Linked DNA regions of Mus musculus: all the other regions are linked to region 3. Evidence: chromatin contacts called from public promoter capture Hi-C data. All regions are on one chromosome and are shown on one strand. Each heading gives the region's core, a stretch centred on a gene start, on an enhancer-like site or on the middle of the called end of the contact. The rest is flanking DNA. Distances are from core to core; before and after follow the strand shown. Region 1 holds the start of Hacd3 (3-hydroxyacyl-CoA dehydratase 3). Region 2 holds the start of Pdcd7 (programmed cell death 7). Region 3 holds the start of Fem1b (fem 1 homolog b). Region 4 holds the start of Ints14 (integrator complex subunit 14).

Region 1 (3,269 bases), core at 620-3,119, 2.2 Mb before region 3:
AGGATGGTGTCAACTCAGGTGGGGACAACTGTGTGATTTCCTTTAAACTGTAACTGATGAGCTGATCTTTCTGGTAAAGGTTGGGAGCAGTTATTGACCTTTCTGGCATACTTAGGAGGTTATAGGTATACGATCTGATTGTTGCCCACTAGATGCCTGGGTTTATTCAGTCAGTGTTTCTCCCTTTGTGGCTTAGACAGACAAACTTGGTTTTGGTTATAGATAACTGGTTAGATGTTTTGTGCATAGGTGAGGATCCAAATTGCTGAATTCAGCAACTCCCTTCACCCTCTCTTTTTTGCTTCATACATGGCTTCGTGCATCCCAGGCCAGGTGACCTTGAGCGCTTGATCCTCTAGCCTCCATCTTCCAAGTGCTAGGATTACATACGTGGACCATTGGTATACGTGGCCTGGTGGTTCTGGGAATCCAACCCAAGGCTTTGTGTGTGCTGGACAAGTGCTCTACCAAATAATCTACATCCCCATCTACAGCAGCTCCTCCTCTAAGTCCTTCAAGCATCAGAAGAGTCTGTAAAAAGGTGAACATCAGAGCCAAGCAGGATCTCTTGCCAACAGCAGAAACTAGGCGTACGTCCTGGCAATAGCCTTTATCAGTGTCAAGGACCAAATGAAAGCTTTCTGCAGGAGTAATGACTGATCTCTGAGAAGGGAGACATGGCCCTGAGCCAAACAGGGCTAGGAGGGGGGGGGGCAGTCTCTAGAGAGGACAGTGTGGTTTCTTTTTCATTTGACTGACATCATCATAAAAGCCTTATTCCCATCCCCCTGCCCCTGGCCTTGCCTTCTAGTCTCCCTCACCCTGCCCCACCACCGTGTACTTTTTAGCCTGGATGATAAACTCTACTTTATTTCCCTTTCCTTTGTTTGTTCAGGTTGGCCTTGAACTCAGTACGTAACTAAGGATGACTTTGCACTTCTGAACATCTCAAGTGCTGAGATTACAGGTGTTCACCACTAGTCCTGATTTATGTGCTATTGGGGATCAAACCCACTACCGACTAGGCTATAGTCCTCTAGTCCTCTAGTCCTCTTACTAATCTCTGTCTCTCTGTCTCTGTCTCCTTATTGATTTCCCTGGAAATGGGCCCATAATAGCTGTGCTCCTTTACAGAAAAACTTAGAAACAGATGATGACACTACAAGGAGCTGAGGTTATAGTAGAGTGCCTGTCTGCAGCATCCAGGTCCTCAAATGCTCAGGACGGGGCTAGGGATGCCAAGGAACTGATTTGTTTGTTTGCTTATTAGTTCATGTAGATAGCTATAACGAATGGGCTGTTCTGTTTGTTGGGCAGTGAATGGAAACCATCTCTCTTAAAACAGGAAGCCTGAGGCCAGGGGAGGTGTTGCACACCTTTAAATCACAAGGGAGGCAAAAGCAGACGACAGGTCCCTGGATCTGGTCTACCAAGTGAATTTCAGGTCACCTAGAGCTACATAGTAAGACAGACAGAAAGAAGAAAGAAAGGAAGGAAGGAAGAAAAAAAAAAAGCAACACCAATGTATGTCTTGAATGGCTCATCTGTCTTTCTGTGTGTGGCCTTGAAGCCCAGGGAGGAAGTGGGTTCTCACTAAACGCTGCGATCATACAAAAAAACTTGGAAGGGATCCTTGCACACAAGCCTCTTCATACGCCGCCAATCCGCCCTTTCTTTGTAGATTAGAGCCTCTCACTTTCATGTTCTTGTGCAAGGACCTCTCTGAAGCGCCACAGGAGGTAAGCGAGGAGCTCAAAAGCCTCTGATCCGAAGGCCACTGAGCCGCTGATCACGTGGCGCAGCCGCTAGCCTCTCCCACGTCCCGCCCCGTCCTCTCCCTCGCTGGGTTCGCCCCGCCCTCCCGCCCCGGTCCTCACTGCGCAAGCGCGAGCCGCGAGCGTGGGTTATCTCGAGACAGCCGGGCTGCGGGCTGCGGAGCGTGCGGGTCTGAGGCCTGCGTTCTGCTAGCTCCAGCGGCTCACAGGCCGAGGTAACGAGGCGCAGCAAGCCGAGCCTCCCCGCTCCCCCGGACAGCGTGGGCCATGGAGACTCAAGTGCTGACGCCGCATGTCTACTGGGCTCAGCGACACCGCGAGCTGTATCTGCGCGTGGAGCTGAGTGACGTGCAGGTAAAGGCCGGGCTGCGGGCTGCGCGCAGGATCGGGGGCCCCCCGGTCCCCGTCGGCCGCCCTGTGCGTTTGCGCTCCTGCAGTGCGCCAGCAGGAACCGCGAGTGGAGCGCCCCGGTCTCCCTTAGGGGCTGCAGGTGCCGTCCGGCGTTCTGCGCTTGGCCCCGGTATCCCCTTTGTTCCTGGTAGGCGCCCTGGGGAGCCTCAGCAGAGTCCTGGAAGCCGGCGGCTGGCCTTCGGGTTGCCTAAGGCCCTCTGAATTGTGGGATGAGCTCCGTGGGTCTAAAGTGCGGCTTGACAGTGGCCTGTTGTGCGGTAGCAGGACGTCAGCGCTGGCCTCTGAGGTTTAGTCCGGGCGGCCCATTGACCTTCTCAAGGCCCGTCGCTGGGCTGGGCGGGGGGCAACCCCCCAACCGTTCAGTGATAGAAATCTACACCACACCTCCGCTCACCAAGGAAATGATTTCCATCCTCTCTTTAAGGCTGCGAGCTCAGCCTTAGCAAGTTGCGTAAAGAAATTATCGTGTGACATTAAGTATTCATTTCACCACGTTTACCTATTAATGTGAGCAAATCAAATCCCTGGGAACTTCCCATGTCTCTAACCAGACCATCCAGTATTCTGTGTGAAGCGAGTGGTTTTGGTCTGGAATGTTCTTTCCCTAGTCTCCTTGACATCCATGGTATTGTAATCTTCATTCCTCTGAACTGTTTCTTGCTCGCAGTTAGATACCTGTCTGAATTCATCAATTCATCTGGTCTATTTTCTTGCAGGGTCTAGGTGCCCATGTCCACTTGAGTCTAATCTTTGCTTCTGGAATGTAAATAATTTCCCCTTGTGAACGATGAAGCTAATACTGGCCAGAATGTCTTTGAGTAAGCAGTAAATTTCATTTAAGGTGTAAGCAAACCCGAATAAATGCTACTCTAGAATAGGATGAATAATTCTCTGTGCTATTGTTCTCTACTCTGCTACAAGATTCTTTGCTAAAATAGAAAAAAAAGTTTTTGTTTTTAATTTTTATTTTTGTATTTTGGAGACAGTCATGCTATATAGTTATGGCTGGCCTGGAACTTACTATGTAGACCAAGGCTGGCCTGGAACTCACAGAGATCTGCCAGCCTCTGCCTCCTGAGTGCT
Region 2 (3,150 bases), core at 303-2,802, 2.5 Mb before region 3:
ATCTCATGGGCCTTGTGGCTGCCAATCTGTTGACAGTGTTTTCCTTTCTAATCTGCACTTGCTACTTACTGCATTGTTTTTGAATATAGTTTTCCTGCTATTTTTACAATTTTGTGTGAGTCCTTAATTCAATCATTTGAGTAAGAGGCCAAGTACCTGGAAACACCTGATCCAGACAGACCCACTCCACCGGATACACTGGTATTCATAGTATCAAACCAAAACAAATGAACCCGGGAGAGAACTATTATCAACCTCATCAGCCAATTATGTTATAAAGGTTTCTAGGTGTGGTCCAAGTCCTCTACATTTGCATGCTTTAGGACAGTATAAAAGATACTGCTCTGCATCTTCAGTAAGTGGATCCAACTTTGAAGCAGGACACAAGAGGTGTGTCCTCCCAGAAATGCACCAGTGTAAACCTGTCGCGTGTTTAAGGGACTTTATAGTCCAAATTCTAGAGTTTTATGCACCACACATCGTCAACAAGGAATACAGAGCAAAGAAGTGGCAAAGGCTAGCTTTCGCGGATAAGCATACAAGTTAACTAGCACGCAGATTCGAGTTCCAGACACCACAGCTCCAACCACCGAGCGCATACTGGTTCTCACCCGCTTCTTTTCCTCCACTTCCTGCACGCACTTCACCCTCCAGCGGTCAATCTCCTGCTCCCGTTCCGTGGCCTGCGCGGCCTCCGCCTCCCGCTCAGCCTCCCGATCCCGGGCCCTCTCACGAAGCCGCAGCCGGCGGCGCCGGACCCTCTCCAGCCTCCGTCGCGCCTCGCCCACATAGGCGGCCTGGGCCAGCGGCTGCAGCCGCTCCGCTAGCTCCGCTCGTAGTGGCGCCGCCTGAGCGTGCAGGGAGGCCCAGGCTGCTCCGTCGGCCTCAGCCTCGCGCAGGGACTGCCCCAAGCTGCGTAGCCGCCGCACCAAACGCAAAGCGGAACGCAACCGCGCGCGGACTTCACCCAGGCTGGGCCCGGCGGGTGTGCGCGGGGTCCGGAGGCCACCGGGCCGCCGGGGGTTCCCGAACACCGCCTCCAGCCACTGCCGATCACGCAGGCGCTGCAGGGCCGCGTCTCCGAGCACGTCGGGCGGCGGCGGCGCCTCCGCCCAGCGCGGGCTCCAGGGCGGCCCGGGACCTGGAGGCGGTGGCCGTGGACGCTCGACGGCGTCGGGCCCCGGGAAGGGCCGGCACTGCGGCGGCGGCGGCGGCAGCGGTGGGGGTGGCACCGGGAAGAAGGCGCCGCCACCGCCACCGCCGCGGGAGGCCTCGGCTGGCGCGCGGGGCTGCAGGGCCAGCGGAGGCTGGAGGAAGGGGGCGGAAGCCCCCGGGAAGGGGCCGGGTCGCTGGGGAAGGGGCGGCGGGAAAGCCGGAGAGGGCAGCGGCGGGGGCGGACAGCCGAATGGAGCGGAAGGCGGTGGCTGCGGAGGGGGAGGTCCCTGACGGCTCTGGGCGAAAAAAGGTGGCAGAGCCATGTCTGTAGTGCAGCGGTTGGGAGCAGTGACAGTAATCTGGGAACTTCTTTATCCGGGTTCCAGGAGGAAGTGACGTGTATAACGTGCGACCGGTGCTTGACTCACTTCCCGGAAGCGAGGCGTAGTGCAGGACCTTGGTTTGTCGTGCCAGGAAGCTTGAACCTTCCCAAACCACCAAGGATCCGTCTCCGATGTTAGGGTTTATTTCGGGCTCAGGCTCGGGCTCTCCTCCAAATCGACCTTAACACAGCAGGACAGAAAGAGAAGGCGGAGCAGCCCTGAACCCTCAGTAGAACAAGTTTTTATAGAAAAATAAAAGCTGAAAGGAAATAAAACTTGAGACATGTGATTCATGTAATTTATGTCAAATAGCCCAAAGAGTTGTTTGTGAGCTTTGAAACCTGGGGCTGAGAACATAGCAGAACAGGCCAGGACATGCCCCCCTATCTCCCGCCCTTCTGACAGTCTGTTGATGTTTAAATGAACCAATCATGTGAAACCTCGCCAATTCCTCCCCCAGCCCCATCCCTTTTCTATAAAAATCCCTAGCTTCCAAGCGTCAGAGTCGAAACCACTGTCTCCTGTGTGAGATACGTTTCGAACCGGAGCTCTGCCATTATGGCTCCACCATGTGGTCGACACCTCTGTCTCCTGAGGGAGATATATGTCGGCCCGGAGCTCCGTCATTAAACTACCTCATGCTTTTACATCAAGATGGTTGTCTGTTCGTGATTCTTGGGTGCGCTCCGAATGGAAATTGAGTGGGGGTTTCCCCACTAGGTTCTTTCAAAGCGAGGGAGGGGTTGTCCAGTCTGGCAAGCATCTAATAGAATGACTATAAGCCAATAGTTGGGTGCCCTGAATCGTGCATTTGATCACAAACAGTTTGAAAGTACATCTGAAACAATCAAACTAATCTTTGATTAACTGTTGCTAGGAAGTAGCTAGGGATTAACTCTGGCCAAGGACAAGCCATGGGGTCCTTTCTGGTATTTTGGTGCAGCTTGAGTTCTGCTTTTTTCTTTTCTTGAAGATGGAGGCTGGTCCCAAGATGGAGTAGGTTTGGCCTCTCCAATTCAGTCTTGAATTCAGAAATCCTGATGATTGTTAACGTTCTAGAGGGACTAGAGACACGGTCTGAAGCTCCGGCTAAGATCTGAAAGACAACAAAAAGTTATGAGAGGAACACAGGATGGAAGCAGCAGGTACTAGTGATTTGCAGTATGTCTGCTGGGGGTCGAAAGAATGCAGGGTGTAAAACACAGAAACACAAAGAGAAGCTAGGTGGTCTTGGAGAGATAGATGTTACAGTGTCCATATGTCATATTGATAGAACCTAGTGGGGAAACCCCCACTCAATTCCCGATTTGGTGTGCACCCAAAACCCAAAAAATCACGAATAGACCGTCTTTGATGTAAACACACAAGGTAGTTTAATGATGGGGTTCCGGACCAACATGCATCCCACACAGGAGATAACGGATGTTGGCCACAGGCTCGAAAGCTAGGGGTTTTTATGGGGTAAGGAGCTTAGGGGTGTGGAATTCAGCATAGCGACATGCTATTGGCTTATTCAAACATCAGCAGAAAAATTACATGTACGTGCAGGATGTCAGAGTTCTATGAGTTGTTGACTCAGTTCAGATAGCCCTGTTATGTCCTCACATTCCTC
Region 3 (3,111 bases), core at 465-2,964:
TTTCCAGAGGATACAGGTTCAATTCTCTTCCACTACATGCTGGCCCACAACCAATCTTTAGTAGGACCTGATAATTTCTTTTGAAGGCACAGTGGCATTCATGCAGACACAGAACCCGAATACATAAAATACAGAAATAAATATTAAAAAGGAAATCTTATCTTCAGTTCTTATTTCCAAGACTGTTTTTTTTAATAGTGTAAGCCCCCTCCCCCCGACATTTGCATAGGGATCTGAAAATAGGTAACTGTTTTAGGAGATAATCTGAGAAGTGGTTTATCCTCCACTTAATCCCAGCCTCTCCTAACTGGCCTTTGAACTTCTAAACTCTTGCTTCCTGGGCTATGTTCTGCACACATTAGGGAGCATGCATGTGATCTTAAAAAAAAAAAAAAAAGCGCCATCTTGTCACTTTTCTATTTAAAACTCCCTAAATGCAATCCCAGAGTAAACCAAACCGTTTGCATAGGTCACTGGGCCACATGACTTGCATCCTGCTGACTTAATCCTTTAGAACTCTTCCTACAGTCAGCAGCCACACTGCTTCTGTTCTGAGCTCACCATCTGTCTTCTGCTCAGGATCTTTGAACTATTTCCATTGTCCAGCCTCTGTTTCAGGCACCTGTTACAGAGGACTTCTCTGACCACCCAGGCGAAGTCTCCTAGTCCACACCCATAGCCCTTGTTTCATAGTAATGACATGAATCCAACAACTCTACATCATTTATTTGTCTGCTTTCTCCACACAACCACACAAGCCCCAGGAGAGAAAGGCCTAGCCTAGATGAAGAAATCTCTGATGCTAACCAAAGCCTTGTACGTGAATGGCTTATAGCATTCTTTGGATAAATGCTCTTTTCAAATCCTAACAATTCTGTGACGTGTAAGTGAGACAGCGGAGGTTCTGCAGGGTCAGGACTAGAGACTGGTTCCATCTGGCTATGACTGCTGCCTCTTAGCTCTTTATCTTACACACTTAATCCCCTTTCCTGGGAGGTCTGGTGAGGCTTTCAGTTGCTTTTCAGTGAAGCGGCTCTCGCCCTCCCAAATTTCGGAGGCTCATAATAGCCCTTATTCAAAAATGGATCTTTTGGGTGCTCTTTCCCCTTTTCCTGTGGCCCCCACCTCGCGCCCCCGCGCGTGAATCACTGGCAGACAGTATCCCACAGTAATAATCATAAAACTGGATGTGCTTTCTAGCCCGTAGATTCAGTAGCCTTCTCTCCGCCCCCAGCCTTGACTAAGCATCCTAGGGTCCTGTGGGGGCGAGATGGCTACTTGCGTCAAGGGCACTAGGGACTTTCAAACCCGCATCAGAGCTCAGCTAACTGCGCACAGCGGAACCTTTCTTTAGGATAGCCTCGTTTGCCCGCCGGTCGGTTTAGGAAGCAATACCTACTTAAGCGTCCCTCCCACTCCTGCCTTCCCTCCCTCCCTTCGGCTCCGTCTGCGGCGGCTGCTTTCCTCCCGCCCTAAGTTCCGGTGCTGGTGCTGCCGGCGCGGTCCGCGAACACCCACGCGCGGCTCACGGGAGCCCCGCTCGCCAGCGGACCCTTTCGATCGCCGGTGGGCGAGTGCCCGCGGTTTTCCTGCGGCGAGGAGCTAAGTGGAGGCCGTTCCAGACCCTCCGGCCCGGCGCGGGCAGGCGTGCACATCGCTCGCTATCCAGGGCGTGCGCGGGCCTCTCGAGACCCCAGCGGCGACCCGTAGCTCGGGCGCGCGCCTGTCGCAGCCCGCAGGAAGGAGGCGGCCTGAGACCCGGGGCGGCGGCCGCCATGGAGATCCCCTCGGCCCAGGGCCGGTGCCTGGGGCCTCGGGGGCGGCCCTGACCGTCCTTCTCCCCGCCCGGGCCGGGTCCCACTTGTGCCTCCGGCGGTGCTCGGCCACCTCTGCGTCTCCGCCCTCCCTGGGTCGCGCTGCTGCCTGGACACGGCGGCGGCGCCCTGTTGAATGGGCTGTGAGGGCCCGGGTCTGAAGTGCTGGTGGACGCGGCCTCCGGGGGCGCAAGGCAGCAGCAGCGGTGGCGACCAAACGGGTGTTGGAGTTGGCGGCGGCCATGGAGGGCCTGGCTGGCTATGTGTACAAGGCGGCCAGCGAGGGCAAGGTGCTCACTCTGGCTGCCTTGCTCCTTAACCGGTCAGAGAGCGATATCCGCTACCTGCTGGGCTATGTCAGTCAGCAGGGAGGACAGCGCTCCACACCCCTCATCATCGCAGCCCGCAATGGGCACGCCAAGGTGGTGCGCTTGCTGTTAGAACACTACCGTGTGCAGACCCAGCAGACCGGCACCGTCCGCTTCGACGGGTAGGTACATCCCAACTCCATCCTCCCTCCGACGCGCGCGGGCCTCCCAAGCCCTGGATCCTCTCATCCTTCATTAACCCTGTTTTCATGTGTGGACTCAGTTCTTTTTCATATCCCTTCACCCCCATTGATGCCCACCTCGTCTCCCAGAGCTATGCTTTGCTGCCTTTTCTTATCGACTCCTACCCTTTTCCCCCTGTAGGTGGTAGCCACACCCTGGGTCTTGAGATCTATAGTCTTCATTAGTCAGCGAACACGCACTGTCGGAGTGGTGGCTGCCCATCTAGGTTTTTGTATCTTTATATCAGCACTGGCGTAGTAACCTAGATCGGAAATTAACGAGATCAACAATTAAAATTGAGGACCTTTTGATGCTTCATTTAACCTCTCCATATCCCTTCTCCTCCCGCTCCCCCCCTCCCGTGGTCGGATCGAGCCTCAAGCAGGTCGTGGGACTATCTGTTAAAATAAGCCCCTAGAATCTTGTCATGCAGCTGGGCATCTCTAGGCACGGTTCTGACTCTCCCACAATGCTGGCCAATATTTTTGGCTGTACAGGTGGCTCTGGGCCTGGCGTAGAAGTTACGCCATTGCTAAATTACATGTATAGGGTGATACAGTGGGAAGGTTTCACAAACACTTAACATTGTTCAAAAATTTACTATTTACTATTATTCTAATATTTTTTTTCATTTGAGGTTAATTGTACATATTTTTGGGGGGCGGAGGAAGATAACAGAGTCGTCACGTTTGATACCTTTTTTTTTTTTCCTGTGCTGAACGATTGCGGAATGATTGGCATAATAT
Region 4 (3,207 bases), core at 244-2,743, 2.1 Mb before region 3:
GAAAAACCAAAAAAAAAATAAAAAAATAATAAAATTTTAAAAAGACTTTGCTTCCTAATGTCTACTCAGGTTTACATCTGGCACACAGCAGGTGCTCATCAAAATCTCAACATAACCAATGAACTACCCCTAATACAACATACATTAATTCATTAGGAAAATACATTGTAAATTTTAACTCTGTACACAAAAATACACTTTCTTATTTAAGCAGAGCCACCAGGGAGTCCTGCACTTCTGCTCAGGTGCAGTTTATCCAGCTCTTGTGGGTCACATTTATGCACGGAAGCCTTTATGGTTTTTAAAGCTGATGATCACGCCCTCACCTCTTAAGAGATTGAGAAACAGTTTTCTGGATCAAGTACCAACAAGCACTTCCAGTCCATGAAATTGCTGCTAGCACTGCAATGGGTGACCGCAGCTGTCAGTCTGGCCTTCTCTGAAGACACCTGAGAAGCTGGCTCTTTCTCCTGACTGATGCATTTGTGTCAGGGCCCGAGTGCACTTCCTCAGCCGTGGCCGACTTGTGGCAATCCAATTTTGTTTTTGGGTTGTAAGCACTGGGATAAACGAAAGAATGGAACGTCCCTGAAGGCTGTTTCACTCAAGCAGTCTGGGCTTAGCCACAAAACTGAAAAATAAAAGATCTCTCATTAGTAGATAACACGATGTATTTCTCACTTGGGCTGACTCTGATCAAATTTCCCCACACCGCCCTCAGCCTTTCCAATTGGTACCATTTTACAATGTTTCAGATAACCAAGGGTTTTCTTTCTCCTGGACAGTCTACTCCTGATGATACATCCTCGCCACATGACTGCTCTAAAAGCCATCAATTACATTTATAGTTCTACTCTGAAGGGGATCATTAGCCCATTCATAGCAATTTGACGCTCAGGAATCTCTCAAAGCTCCACTTCAGTTTCTAAGTGCATACACGTCGGCTTTTCTGTCGCTCTGGCTTGCCCTACGAATTCCTCTAAATTCTCAGATGATTAATATCTGAATGGGTAGCCTGAAGTGCAGCAGAGTTCACTTAAGACTGCAACTGAAGAATAGACCTTTACCTTTAAAACGAGCCCAAAACATTTGTTGTATGGAACTCTCGGGGAAAGAGGGGACGGAAGTCTCAGGGTCCAGGGACGGAAGACTCTCAGGGGAGGAAGAAACACGGCCCCAAGCGCGGAATCCTGCTGCTTACAAGACCCGGGCCACACAGAGGGCAGGCCTGTCGCAGGCCCTGGAGCCAGCGCCCCTGAGACCGCCACCCTACGCGGGCCTCAGAGAAGGTCCGCCGCCCGCCCTGTGTTGTTCCTTCCACTCCTTCCCCTGTAACCCCAACCGCCATCGAAACACAGCCCTCAACAGGCACATTCCCTGACTTACCCGGAGCCCATCTCCAGCCTCTGTCCGTCCGCTTAAACCTTCCGTCCGCGCGCCATAGCCGGAACTTAAGGGCCGTGCGACATAAGGGAACCCGGAGGCAGCGAATAGCGTGGGCTGGGCGGGGCTTCCAGCCCACGGGCGCTGGGTTGTGGCTCTCCCGGGACGCTAGGGGGTGCTCCTCCTCTGTCTCTTGCCCACGGAGCCCCAATTTCCTCCCAGGCTGAGCCCTGCGGGGGGTTTCTGGCCCTTCCCCCTTTGTCTTACCCCATTCTGGGTGCCTCCCTCCATTTATCTCTGCTTTGCCTTTTTATTAACCTGTAGACCCCTGGCCAGTGTCTAACATTTCTGTCATTGCTTTTCTTCTTCAGAATTCTCAGTCACACCGACAGAACAGTAGGATGCTCTTCCTACTCTTAAAAAACTGTAATCCCCGGCTGAGTGCTCAGACTGTAAGCACCTGGCTGCCCTGAGTCTAAGTTGCATTGAGATCTTAGTACCACGTTATTTCCCTACCCTGACTTTGAGACCGGCAGAAGCGTGACTCAGTTATTGCTTTTGTGCCTGAGATGTGCTGAAGGTTTTGCTTTTAGGATTCCATGTAAGGCTTTGAGGGTCCCTGCCTGCTTCTCTCCACCAGGTGTCCCTAGCATAGCATATGCCTCAGGGAGTTCCTGGGCGGGGATGAGAGGGTGAGGTGGGCAAAAGGTGACTTGCTAACCCTGTGGGCTGTAGGGGCCTGGAGAATGTCAGTTAGTAGTAGGCCTCAACGGATGCTAACAGAACGCTGGGTAGTTATGGTTCAAAGACCAATACTTCACAACAGCAATTACAAGTGAGAACACAGAGCTCCCTGTAAAGTCTTAGGCATATGGCTTTCTTTAAGCTTATGGGTTGCAAGCGGGATAAGGAAGGGAAACTCTTAGAACTGACTTACCACAACTTGCTCCGTGGGAAAGTGTTTGTTGTTCTTTAATGTTTCCTCTTTCTATTAGAGGTGGCAGAGAAAGCCAACACTAGACTCTGGGGAACCAATATCAAGGCCGCATGGCCTGTAGACTTAGCTTTTGTTTGCTGCAGGACATCTTTCTCCAACCAGGCTAGTTTCAATATTTCAAAAGACCTTGCTATGTTTGAACAGTTATGGGGCTCTAGGTAAGTAAGAATATATAGCCTGATTACTTAGCCGTAATGGGAGAGATCTGGCCAAGACTATGCAGACAGAGGAGTTATCTGTCTAGTTGCTCTATTGTGGTGATGATTCAGCCATGGATTGCTGTTCTAGGCCAGCTTAGATACATGGTCTGGTTTATGACCTTAAAGACTAAACTTAAGTTAATTAGTTTGCTCATTTTTAATGATCTGATAGGTGTTCAGATTTGTTGTCGTCGTCCTCGTTCTGCTGAACAGCTGGCTTTTCGGTGACGTAGAAAGGAATAAGTCTTTTTTTTTTTTTTTTTCTTTTTTGGTTTGGTTTTTTGAGACAGGATTTCTCTGTGTAGTCCTGGCTGTCCTGGAACTCACTTTGTAGACCAGGCTGGCCTCGAACTCAGAAATTTGCCTGCCTCTCCCTCCCGAGTGCTGGGATTAAAGGCGTGTGCCACCACGCCCAGCAAGTCATTTTGTTAAAACTGATGATAAAAGACAGAACCATCGAGAGGGGACCTCATGATTGGCTCCAAATCAGAAGTTTGTTCAATGACGATAAAGTCAGAACATCAATGACAAGAGACAGAGTAATTCAAAGGAGATGGCTTTCAAGCCTTAACTTTCCCATCCAAAGGATCCCGTGTCCACATGTTCCCACACGTACTTTAAAGGAAA

What was found. Promoter capture Hi-C pulls out the DNA fragments that hold promoters and counts their contacts.
Region 1: a promoter capture Hi-C map of pre-B cells shows a contact between it and region 3, with 5 times the contacts expected there. The contact joins the promoter of Hacd3 here to the promoter of Fem1b in region 3. A contact is called at or near these places in 1 of 39 promoter capture datasets (pre-B cells) and 1 of 115 datasets of contacts at active chromatin or transcription factors (thymic regulatory T cells).
Region 2: a contact with region 3 is called in a promoter capture Hi-C map of pre-B cells, with 4 times the contacts expected there. The contact joins the promoter of Pdcd7 here to the promoter of Fem1b in region 3.
Region 4: a contact with region 3 is called in a promoter capture Hi-C map of pre-B cells, with 6 times the contacts expected there. The contact joins the promoter of Ints14 here to the promoter of Fem1b in region 3. A contact is called at or near these places in 3 of 39 promoter capture datasets (erythroid cells, liver and pre-B cells).

What each region holds. Positions count from the first base shown.
Region 1 is chr9:65,020,317-65,023,585 of GRCm38.p6, reverse strand. Hacd3 (3-hydroxyacyl-CoA dehydratase 3) reads left to right here and starts at 1,869. Exons shown (of 11, transcript NM_021345.2): 1 at 1,869-2,129. The coding sequence starts at 2,043.
Region 2 is chr9:65,344,470-65,347,619 of GRCm38.p6, reverse strand. It overlaps Pdcd7 (programmed cell death 7), which reads right to left and starts at 1,552. Exons shown (of 5, transcript NM_016688.2): 1 at 612-1,552. The coding sequence starts at 1,478.
Region 3 is chr9:62,810,251-62,813,361 of GRCm38.p6, reverse strand. It overlaps Fem1b (fem 1 homolog b), which reads left to right and starts at 1,714. Exons shown (of 2, transcript NM_010193.4): 1 at 1,714-2,304. The coding sequence starts at 2,057.
Region 4 is chr9:64,959,118-64,962,324 of GRCm38.p6, reverse strand. Ints14 (integrator complex subunit 14) reads right to left here and starts at 1,493. Exons shown (of 13, transcript NM_001077631.2): 1 at 1,387-1,493; 2 at 327-631.